Regions from separate parts of the Hordeum vulgare genome. Here region 1 is linked to region 2. Evidence: chromatin contacts called from public Hi-C data. All regions are on one chromosome and are shown on one strand. Each heading gives the region's core, a stretch centred on a gene start, on an enhancer-like site or on the middle of the called end of the contact. The rest is flanking DNA. Distances are from core to core; before and after follow the strand shown. Region 1 holds the start of LOC123443474. Region 2 holds the start of LOC123443473 (respiratory burst oxidase homolog protein B-like).

The links. Hi-C and Micro-C count contacts between places; a contact is called where the count stands out from the background.
Region 1: a Hi-C map of seedling shows a contact between it and region 2, with 2.6 times the contacts expected there. The contact joins the promoter of LOC123443474 here to the promoter of LOC123443473 in region 2. A contact is called at or near these places in 2 of 6 Hi-C or Micro-C datasets (leaf and seedling) and 1 of 1 datasets of contacts at active chromatin or transcription factors (embryo).

What each region holds. Positions count from the first base shown.
Region 1 is chr3H:190,244,582-190,250,581 of MorexV3_pseudomolecules_assembly, forward strand. LOC123443474 reads right to left here and starts at 4,309. Exons shown (of 6, transcript XM_045119850.1): 1 at 4,017-4,309; 2 at 3,717-3,935; 3 at 3,338-3,631; 4 at 2,676-2,837; 5 at 2,509-2,592; 6 at 2,137-2,370. The coding sequence starts at 4,046. The coding sequence ends at 2,263.
Region 2 is chr3H:190,052,517-190,058,689 of MorexV3_pseudomolecules_assembly, forward strand. It overlaps LOC123443473 (respiratory burst oxidase homolog protein B-like), which reads right to left and starts at 1,264. Exons shown (of 13, transcript XM_045119847.1): 1 at 853-1,264; 2 at 1-241. The coding sequence starts at 206.

The DNA of each region.
Region 1 (6,000 bases), core at 3,059-5,558, 200 kb after region 2:
CATACCGAAGGACAAAGGGAATGACATACGGGATTATATGAATCCTTGGCAGTGAGGTTCAAACGATAAGATCTTCGTAGAATATGTAGGATCCAATATGGGTATCCAGGTCCCGCTATTGGATATTGACCGAGGAGTCTCTCGGGTCATGTCTACATAGTTCTCGAACCCGCAGGGTCTGCACACTTAAGGTTCGACGTTGTTTTATGTGTATTTGAGTTATATGGTTGGTTACGAATGTTGTTCGGAGTCCCGGAAGAGATCACGGACGTCACGAGGGTTTCCGGAATGGTCCGGAAACGAAGATTGATATATAGGATGACCTCATTTGATTACCGGAAGGTTTTCGGAGTTACCGGGAATGTACCGGGAATGACGAATGGGTTCCGGGAGTTCACCGGGGGGGGGGGGGGGCAACCCACCCTGGGGAAGCCCATAGGACTTGGGGGTGGCACACCAGCCCTTAGTGGGATGGTGGGACAGCCCAAAAGAGCCCTATGCGCCATAGGAAGAAAAATCAAAGAGAAAAGAAAAAAAAAGGAGGAGGTGGGAAAAGGGAGAAGGACTCCACCTTCCAAACCAAGTTGGATTCGGTTTGGAAGGGGAGACCTTCCCCCCTTGGCTCGGCCGAAACCATTAGGGGTCCTTGGACCCCAAGGCAAGGCTCCCCCTCTTCCCCCTATATATACGGAGGTTTTAGGGCTGATTTGAGACGACTTTTCCACGGCAGCCCGACCACATACCTCCACGGTTTTTCCTCTAGATCGTGTTTCTGCAGAGCTCGGGCGGAGCCCTGCTGAGACAAGATCATCACCAACCTCCGGAGCGCCGTCACGCTGCCGGAGAACTCTTCTACCTCTCCGTCTCTCTTGCTGGATCAAGAAGGCCGAGATCATCGTCGAGCTGTACGTGTGCTGAACGTGGAGGTGCCGTCCGTTCGGCACTAGATCGTGGGACTGATCGCGGGACGGTTCGCGGGGTGGATCGAGGGACGTGAGGACGTTCCACTACATCAACCGCGTTCACTAACGCTTCTGCTGTACGGTCTACAAGGGTACGTAGATCACACATCCCCTTTCGTAGATGGACATCACCATGATAGGTCTTTGTGTGCGTAGGAAATTTTTTGTTTCCCATGCGACGTTCCCCAACAGCTCTCATGTTTGCATCTACTCGGTCAATGGACACAACTACTCGATGGGTTACTACCTTGCGGATGACATCTATCCACAATGGGCCACCTTGGTCAAAATAATTCCTCGTCCAAAAGGTAACAAAAACATTCACTTTGCCCAATGTCAAGAAGCTCCTAGGAAAGACGTTGAGATAGCCTTCGGTGCGCTTCAGAAGTGCTTTACAATTGTTTGTGGCCGTGACAAGTACTGGAGCTCCAAGGTTCTATGGCGGATCATGACTTGTTGCATTATATTGCATAACATGATCATTGAAGGCGAGAGGGATATGCGTGAGAACTTTCGGTACACCACCAACGGGACTCCAATTGAGCCAGAGTATGATACGAACAGGACCATGGCATACCTTGAGGAGCATCGCAAGATCGAGAACCGTCAAGTTCATATTCAGCTCCAACAAGATCTTATTCAGCATCAGTGGCAACGTCTAAGCGAGTCCTAATTGTTCTATCACATGCTATTTGCTATATTTGGACCATTAGACGTGTTTAAATTTGAATAATTCAGTTTGTAAGCTTCAAATTCTGTTTATAAACTATATTCATGATTTGGTTGAACATTCAAATTTATGCTTAATTTGTAGATGTGTGCTAATATGTAGTTGTGATATACTAGAATTGCAAGGCTTAGAAAAATGGCCTTATCGAGCTAGGTCAGGTCAAAACTTAGTGGAGTAAATATACTCCATTAAGCTTTTACTTTACCGAATACTTCATTATTTTTAAAGAATCGGTTAGAAATGGCTTTATCGAGCCTTGATTCTCAAAAATGCAGTTAATGTCACCCATCCAGGTTTCGCGTGTCACGGCCTAATGAATATATTTTTCATGAAAATAAACTTGCAACCTAAAATTCTTAATCGCAACTCACTCCAAGCTATATTGTTACAGTTGGATTCGAGCACTTGCTACCATGCAGCTCCACCTTGTTTTGCCTGACATTGTTCAGATAATCCATTTTATTCCATAAACTGGTGCATCGATTGTTAGACCAGCGCATAGCAGCAAATATATTTATTTCTACAAAGTCTTCTTTAATAGGGCAAGTCCGTGAAGTGTCAATATGCTAGCTAGGCGAAGAGTGTCCCAGCCATGACAGTAACAGCTTCGCCCTGAATCCGCACTCGCCGATTCTCAACATCCAGCTCCAGGTATAGTGTCCCGCTCCTTGGAGATACCTGACGATGAGATGAACAGAAAAAAAAAATGAAAATTGACACGATAGTTTGGTTGATTGAGCGCTAACTTTAGCATTTCCTTTTTCAGAAAAAAAAAGGAATCACTGTAGTAAATGATAGTTCACTCAGCAACATTACCTGAAACGCTACCAGTTTTTGTTTCCCCAGCTTTCCACCCCAATAGGGTGCCAAAACACAGTGTGCACTGCCACATACCGGATCCTACAGAAATATTGGGAACGGGTTACGCGGTACCCGTCAACGAGCAAGTTAAACGAGCTTCACTATTTATATGTATTCATTACCTCATCAATCCCAAATTTTGGGCAGAAAAAACGTGTGAAGAAGTCATAGCCCGATCCAGCAGGCGCCGGTGCTGTAACAATCACGCCTCTGCCGGCACACTTTCTAATTTCTTCGATGTTTGGAAGGACGTCGGCAACCTCTTTTCCTGATGAAAGTTCAACCTGGAAGCCATGCGAGATTCTTTTGGTGAGTCAGACTCAGACCAGTAATCCATGTTTCTTATTTGTCACTTTAGTTCTGTACCTTTAACTAAGTTGCATGCAGTTTACAGTTAATTTGAGCATTCTTATATCATGCCGATGGAGAGCCAGATGATTTTTATTGAACAATGTTTCTGTGATAAACTGATAAGTGCTGCTTAAGTGAGCAATAGTTCATCAGCCACCAAGAAAGAGTTGTTCATCCTAGTATAATTGTTATACTCACTCCATAGTAAAGTTGTACTAAAACAGTGACAATTAATATGGTTCGAAGATAATAGTAGCACCAACACAATTCTTTACCTCAATTTGTTTCTGAGTTAGAAATACTCCGAAATATAGGTCGTTGGAGTAGCTGAATTACAGTTGCTTCAACGACATATATTTCGAGTAGTAATTTTTTAAATCATGGTTATGCACGCAAAAAAAAAAAAAACAACGCGTGAGGTAAGAGACAATACAATGAAGTCGTTGGTGGTCACTGATTTATGAACACTGACGGCGGACGCGCCGTTGAGCATCTCCGGGATGGACGGCAGCTCGTCGGCGGGATCGCAACCCACATAGTCAATCATGGGGAAGTCCAGCTCAATGAACAGCTTCTCCTGCTCCTCCTCAGTCTCTGGTGCAGGAACCTTCTTGGCGGTCAGGACGCCGGACTTGGTGGCGAACTCGACCACGCCATGGCTCTCCGCGAGGACGGACGTGAAGAGGAAGTGGGCGGTGGCCAGCGTCGCGTGCCCGCAGAGCGCGACCTGAGAACGACGGCGCATATGGATCAGTTGCGAGGAACGACGCTGATTCAGCGGGTGTCTGTCAGGCGGGAAGCTAGGCGGCGACCTCCGTGACGGGGCTGAACCAGCGGAGGTGGAACCGCGGCGTGGCGGCGTCGGCCGCGCGGGACGAGTCACGCGAAAAAAAGGCCGTCTGGGAGAGGTTGAACTCGACGGCGACGGACTGCATCCACCGTCCGTCCCCCGCGGGGGCGGCCGCGTCGTCCACCAGGAAGCATACCGCGGCCGGGTTGCCCTTGAACGGCTGGGCCGTGAAGGCATCCACCTGCGACGAGACCACACATGAAGATCAGTTCCCATTCGAGCCAAGAAGAGGAAATGAAGGAGAGGAGAAGAGATCACTGACCACGACATACTGGATTCCTTTCTTGGACATGGCCGCTAAAGAGCAGAGCAGCTCCAAATCTGTCTGTGCCTGCTACTGCTAGTGATCTATCGGTACGGATGCGCACGGGAGCACGTTCTCGTAGGACAGTAAGTACTAGTGCTAGTCAAATCAGCTGCTGATGATAATGGGAGTTGGTGCAGCAATAGTCATCAGTGACGATATGGAACTTGCAGGCCTCCTTCCTCGCGAAACTAATTTACCCTGCTGGCCCAGGCAGGCATTTTGAGTCGCTGCCTGGTGTAGTCCTCTTGTGTCGAGGCCACTGATAGGACTGCCACTCCAACTGATCAAGACCCGGCCTGCCCCACGGCTCGGCCCATTCGACAACGACGGACCAACAGCAGGGTCCACGGGGCAGAGTGTTTGCATTTTATGAAGAGGAGCAAAGCAAATCAAAGCAAAGACAAACAATTATTGTGCTTTAAAACTGGATATGATGAAGGCCTATGACAGACTGAAGTAGCCACATCTAAGGGTCATGATGGAAGGCTAAGTTTTGCAAATCCATGGATTAACATAGTTATGCAAGTGATACAATCTGTCTATTTTTCAGTTATGTTCAATGGAAAGAAATTGAAACAATTCTTTCCAACACGAGGTATCCGACAGGCAGATCGCATCTCCCTTTATCTTTTCTTAATTGCAACAGAGGGCCTCTCGTGCCTCTTAAAAACTGGTTTTCAGTCGTCTGTTCTTGAAGGAATCAAGGTGGCGCCGACAGCTCCAACTGTCAACCATCTCCTCTTTGCTGATGATAGCCTGTTGCTTTTCAAGTCATGTATGGAGGGAGCTACAAGGGTATCAAACCTATTGGAGTTATACTGTAATGCATTGGGCCATCGAATTAATCACATGAAATCTTCGATTTTCTTCAGCAAGGGGTGCCCTCAGAATATGAGGGAGCCTATCAAGGGTATTTTGGCTGTGAACAACGAGTCCCTTAGTGATAGATATCTGGGTCTGCCCACAGATGTTGGCCAGTTAAAAATGGGCACTTTCAAGTACCTACGAGACAGGGTGTGGGAGAAAGTCAGGGGATGGATGCAAAACTTCTTTTAGTCGCTCGTAAAGAGGTTCTTATCGAGTTGGTTGCCCAATCTATTCCAGTATACTCTATGCCGTGTTTCAGGTTACCTCGTCGCCTATGTGACAATATCACATCAATTATCACACAATTTTGGTGGGGGAGTAAGCAGGGGAAGAGGAAACCAGCCTGGGTCTCTTGGGATGTGTTGACAAATCCAAAATAACTTGGTGGAATGTGTTTTAGGGACATGAAGATCTTCAACTTGGCACTGTTAGCACGTCAAGCCTGGAGAGTCCTCGTTGAACCAAGTTCTCTTAGTGCAAGGATTTTGAAAGCAACCTACTTTCCAAACACAACTTTCCTTGAAGCGGAGCTGGGTAATCATCCTTCTCAGATTTGGAGATCGGTGGTGGACAGTAGGGAGATAAATGCAACAAGGGGTGATCAATAGAATTGGAACGGGAAGCTCGACCAAGATCTAGGAATCTAACTGGCTTCCAAGGATGGGGCCGAAGCGCCCGATCACATCCCTCACAGCCAACCCACCACAACTAGTCTCGGAGCTCATTGATCATACTTCAGCTTCGTGGTGGGAAGGTCGGGTTCGGGCGACCTTTATTCCGTTTGATGTAGACGTTATCCTCTCAATCCCACTCTGTACCCAGGCGGTTGAGGATTTTTGGGCTTGGTGAGAAGAGAGGACGGGCAGGTTCATTGTCCGCTCCGCATATCGCATGGTCATGAACAACACAAAGCATCGGGGAGATGAAAATGAAGGAGCATCGGATCTAGGCACCAATAGTACTGGATGGTTTGACCTATGGAAAACTAAGGTACCTTCGAAGCTCAGAGTGTTCTTGTGGTGACTGGCTAGATATTCAATGGCAACGACGGATCTGCTAAATCACCGCAACA
Region 2 (6,173 bases), core at 14-2,513:
GACACTGAATCGCGTTGAATGTCAAGGGTAATCTCAACAACCCCGTCGTCGCCGTCGTCTTTGAACCTGGTGGTCTTTGTGGTCTTGTGGCTTGAACCTTCTAAACTTCCACTGTTTGGGATTGTTGTCGCAGTATTGTCTTGTGGCCTTCTTGAACTATCAGAATCAGTGACTACCGTGCCAGCTTCAATATCAGGCATCTCCATCTCTACCTCTCAGGGCAATTTTCTCCTTCTGTCTGCTGAAAGGACAGCAATCAAGTTAATGCCTGTTTGGGCGGAACAAACTTACAGAACATGCATTTCTTGTTCTATCCACAAATAGAAAGGTGAAAAAAATCAGTGGGAAGGAAAGTAAAATCACAGATTCGCAGTTCGCTCAGACAGACTGAATTATTTGCAATTCAGGTATAGGATACATTAAAAAAATGAAAAGACTATTTATTATCTAAAAAGAGGAGAGCAGAACGTTGGATCTCTCTTTCTATAACAAGAAATTGACGGCACACTAGTTACGGTAACAGAAGGAGAGGAGGAAAATTGGAACTTTTAAAGATACTAACAGAAACCAAACAGAAGAAATAACTTCCGAACTGAGATTAACACTAAAGCACTCATCCAGCTGCTCAGATCTAGAAACCATCCCTTTCTTGGTGCCAGAAAGGGAGATAGAAAAATGGACAAGAAACAGAAAAACATTCCCAGGAGGGGAGTGAAGCATCATCCACTGAAGAGTCAACCGGAATTTGACCACGCTGACCAAACCCAAGTGGAGAACCAAACAGACACCAAGAATCAATCACGCTCGTTCTTTTGAAAACTCCAAGGAGGGAAGAGATTCTGTTCGACGTACCTTAATCCCGAGAGAGATTTCAGCCACTGATTGGAACCCGGAGCATCTCTCGAAATTCCACCAAGAAGAAAAGAGCAAAGAAAACCCGAGTCCGCCGCAACCAAACTGCGCAGGCGCGAACCCTATTGAACACAGATGAGAGTTTTCTGGAACCTAAACGCACTAGAGAAAGCGCCAACCAGTGTTGCATCTACAGGTGGCTTTTGCCTGCCTGGTAGTGGTTCGGTACTGCTGTCTAGCACTCGTGCTCATCTACTCCTCCAATGCGACGCGCACCAAATGACACCAGTCCAGTCGCTTCACAAAACAACAAGGAGGAGAGTGCTCGTGGCAGGCAGCAAGGATGATGAGGGTCTGTAGCGCTACTGTGTATCCGTGGGAGAGAGGTTGGAGGCATGGACAGCTTGACGCACCTACGCTGATGGCGGCTGCTGCCACCTCTCAATGGTTGTTGTCCACGGTCCACAGCGCAACCACTGCTCTTGTCCTGGCACTATTTTTTTTAATAATATATTTTTCATTAAATTTTAGAAATATTGTGCGGTTTAAAAAGAAAAAAAATACATCATCGGTCGCACGAGAGCCGAGTGGATCTATCGGCTCAACCGAAGCCGACAAGACCTTATCAGCCAACACGATTGTCGATATGTGGCCACTCGGCCACGTGGCAGCCGACGACAAGCCCGACCACGTCACTCGGCCTAGGCTGCCGCCAGTCGACTGCGGCAAATCCGACTGGCCAGTCGGCCACAGCTCAGCCGATAGGAGGTCGCCTCAGCCACGGGCCGTGTCGCGCCCCTTTCTCCGTCCTCTCTTTCTCCTTTTTCCTCGTTCCTTCTCTCTCTATAGAAAAAAAACATTGACATGTCTACTTTCGGTCTGTGCTGGACATGTCGCAAGGTATGTCTCGTGGTATAATTTTGCGTACACTATGGCTGAAACTCGCTTATGTTTTGCGCAGAGACGCTTTGCTAGTGATCAGACTAGGCGAGCCTATATGGCATTAAATGAGCAGTTCGATACATACAATGGGGTTATCTGGCAGCCGTACACGCAAGCAGCCATACATGCCAGATATCCCGACGGTATTTCTGAGCTATGCACAAGAGATCGGGGTTACTAGATGATGAAATCGAAGATCATCTTCGATGTCTTCGTCGAGGAGATGGCGCAGCAACGGATTATGAGGCAATTTGGTCTTCGGCAGATGGTCGAGCAACCCCCTATAGAGAACCTGTTGCAAGCAGTAGTTCACAGGTATTTTATACTTATTGAATATTGCATTGTCTTTTACTATTGTTTACCGTGAAGCACCGATTAATTGTTAAACACATACCTCAATTGCAGGATCACAAGGAAGGGGACAAGCAGGACAAATGCTTAGTGGCTCCAGAGACTTCAGCAGTACGTTATAGACTGGGATACAGCAACACGGTCTCTAGCACGAGGATGTCGGGTTTGATCTCGATGGATACAGTGCTTATTTGGATCGGTACATGAGAGGGACACAGTTACGCGTCGTTCAACACTCTAATGCAGAGGAGATACCGTACACTATTACGTGTGATATGTACCCGAGCTATGATACTTGAGGCTCTAGGCAGTACGCAGTAACATTTATTATCTTTATATAATGCATCTTGTCGTTACATACTTTGTCGTCCATACTTAATAATAATAATGACAATTTCAATCTGAGTTGGCATACAATCTTCATAGGGACGTGATGAACTATGGACGACAACTGTCGTTTGGACCTCTTCTGGTACCTAGGCCTCAGCTCCAGCCATGGTTTACGCGCATGGAGCATAAGATACGAGATGTCTACAGAGCTATCACGTGCACCCGCACTTCGGACGTTGTTCAGCACCACCACCACCACCAGCCGCGTCCCTCCACGCAACGACATCAGCCACGTCCACGCTTAGCACAGTACACGACACCCCATCCACCCCCTCCTGACCAGGCTAGCAATTCAGCGTGGCAACACCCACAACAGCATGTTCCCTCGTCCAGCTTCGTGTTTCGGCCTCCACCACAACAGCAAAGTCCCACACCGGGTTTCATGTTTCAGCCACATCCAACTGGTATGTCTCATCATATTTATTCTTTTGAATATTAATTGAGACTACATATTTATTCAGTATTTATGTTCCCTCCTGCACAATAGTATGCATATCAGGAGGCATTGGCGTCCAGATCCGGGTGGGGGAGTGAACAGGAAAATCCACCATCGCAGCACAACACCTGGATGGACATGTTTTTGACTCCTCTACCAGGACCCACACATGATACATTACAATATGACCAGGACGAGTCCGAGATCCCTCCTCGTAACATTAGGCCACCCCATAGGTGGGGATGGAGCATGCCTAGCACACCGCCTGAGCGCCTAGGCAGACACCGTGAGTGATGCTTTTATCTAATAATAGACACATGACTATCTAATTATGTATGATACATATGTCTATTCTATGTATGGGACAAATGACTATCTAGTTATGTATGAGACATGTTCTTGTTTTATTTCAGTGCTTAGTTAGTTTAGCGGGGATAACACTTATACTACGATAACGTGCTTAGATAGAACATAACACTCCCACAACAAGACATTACAAACAAACAATAGAAAATACATCCGAATTAAACGGTACGACTGAACTTATAGAATATAGCTTAACAACTACATGAAGGCATCATCGTCATCCTTCGTCGATGCGGAGCTCTTGCCCTTCATCGACGTGGAGCTCTTGCCCTTCGTCGATGCAGAGCTCCTGCCCTTCGTCGATGCAGAGCTCTGGCCCTTCGACGATGCGGTACTCTTGGCCTTGGTACTCGTAATGAAGATATCATCCGCTTCCTTGTTGTGGGCCATCCATAAAAAAGGATGTTCTACTCCATGGTGTAGGTGCTGGCCTTTCTTATTCCATCTTCCATGCAACCTGAGAAGTTCTTTCCGTATCTCACCAAAGGTACTGGGAGGCCACCCACTCCTAGCTAATGCGTGAGCCAACTCATTCAGTAGGACATCACTAGTGATGAGTTCGTCCCATGGAACTATTATATCGTCTTATCTTTAAATTGTTGGCTAAATGCAGAAGACATTGGGACATACTAGAGAGAAAACTACGATCAAAAAGATAATGGGGCATCTTGACGTAACTACGGTACTACACTGGACTGCTTACCCACTGGAGTGTGGAAGGCTTTTTATACGTTCAGACGAGAAGAATAGGCGGGAACTCACAAGAGGGAAACTATGGCATGAGATATCGGCAGGAACTAAGAAGCGGGAAACGATGGCGGGAAGTTAGAAGCGGGAATTTATCGGGGGAAGTTAGAAGTGAGAAATTATGGCGGGGAGTCAGGAACTGTAAATTATGGCGGGAATTTTTCTTGCCGCCTGATCCAGTAGCAGGATCTGCCATGCGAGAAATTAGAGGACTATTTTGTCACTCTAGTCATCAGAAAATCTTCGTTAGGTAAAAAAAATATGAATGCATGCACCTATCGACTTTGCCAACATCAATTAGTACTAATTGGTCACTACTAAGCCAATTAATACTAATTGGTCACGGCTAGGCCGATTAGTACTAATTGGCGATTTTTAAGCCGACTAGAGACATCTTGGTAGAGCCAAGAGGCCTATTGGCCTAGTCAAGACCGACAGGGACTAATCGGCTTTGGGAGGCTGACTGGATCTAGTCGATTTTGGCTAGGCCGACGGCTTATTATTTTTAAATTTTTTTGAACCCGCACAATATTTTTAAAATTTAATAAAAAATGTATTATTTAAAAAAATTGGCGCACTCATCTCTATCGCATCAACCTTGAACCGTATTTAAACATGGAATATAGCGCGTATTGTTTTTAACACGGTCCAACCTTTTTCACGCATTAAGAGCATCCACAACCAGACGTTGCAAACGACTCCTCATACGTCCGTGGACACTCCTTGTTAGTGACCGGACATTAGAGAGTAAATAAGTGACCAAACCAGACCCCTCATATCATTCCTATGTGCGCGGGCTGTCGCGAACCCTAATATCCATCTTAAACACAAAGAGAATATGAGGGCTCCCGAACACGCCCGGTCAGTCCGCCACATAGGACACGACCCCATCTCGGACCACCTTTTCAGTTTCTTTATTCATTCTTTTCTTTCTCTCTCTTCCTCTCCACCAATCACGTGCAAGTGACCGAAGATATGAGGAAGAAAATGAATAGTGTAGCTACATAGATGGACAAATAGGGGAGAGGCCAGGTCACTCACCGGGTACGTCTACGGGTGTTTAAGGGGTCATATTTGCTATGTCCGGTTGTAGATGCTCTAACATGGCCCAACTCATCGACGTAAATGGCCGGTTGTCCGTTTTGATTCAGTTTCAACCCAAAATTGATCTGGATAACCTAGGAGCTTCGACGTCCTCCTCTTGTTCTTGCCTGGCCCAATGGGACAAAGGTCATTTCACTTCCCTTCCAAGACGAGCTTGGCCTTCTCGGTCTTGTTGTCCTTGCTACTGCCACCCTACTTTGGGCCGTCACCACCTTTAGTATCCTCATCCATCTGTTGCCGCCGCATCCCCGCCGCACCACCGTTGGTGTTGGTTTTGTTTATTTGCCATTGATGGTGTAGCTCGTGGCTCACACCCTACACAGATTCATCGCCGCCCTTCGGCACATCACTTGTTATAGGTGCTAAAATCAACGGATCTCGGGTTGGGGGGTCTCGAGCTGGTGACCTTGACTAGATGGTAACAAAACAAAGAGGGACATGATATTTTACCCAGTCGGCTTCGTAGGCGAGTTCTATCATGTCATACGGTGGATCAGACGACATACGTGGGATTGAAATGTTCTCCTTTGTTTGTAGTTGTATGATTAAATGATGTTTTACCCCTAGTCAATAAGGAACATCTTTTAACAAGCCCCTGCTTGACATAACTTTTTTTAACAGGCCTGAAGCCTTTGTTAGCTTAGTTATGAAGTTTCTGTCACGTGGACACAGCGGGCATGCCAACTAGGCAAAAAAACAATTTTCCACCACTTATGGCAGAACCAAATTGTCCCTTCAGTAGTGGTTATAAGGCATATCATGAACGAATCTCGTTTATATTGGCACGTCTCATCCATAAAAAGATCGTGTTCCAAATTTCTAGTGATATCATCGTCAAAAACACCCTCGGACGCATATAGTGCACGAAGTATCGGGAATTTGTGATTTTCCAAAATGGCATGGCAACCCTTGGTTTTTTTACTGGCCTATAAAAAGGGAAGTGGTAAATCAAAATTTACCCATGCTCTCAGTTCTTGCTCCATCA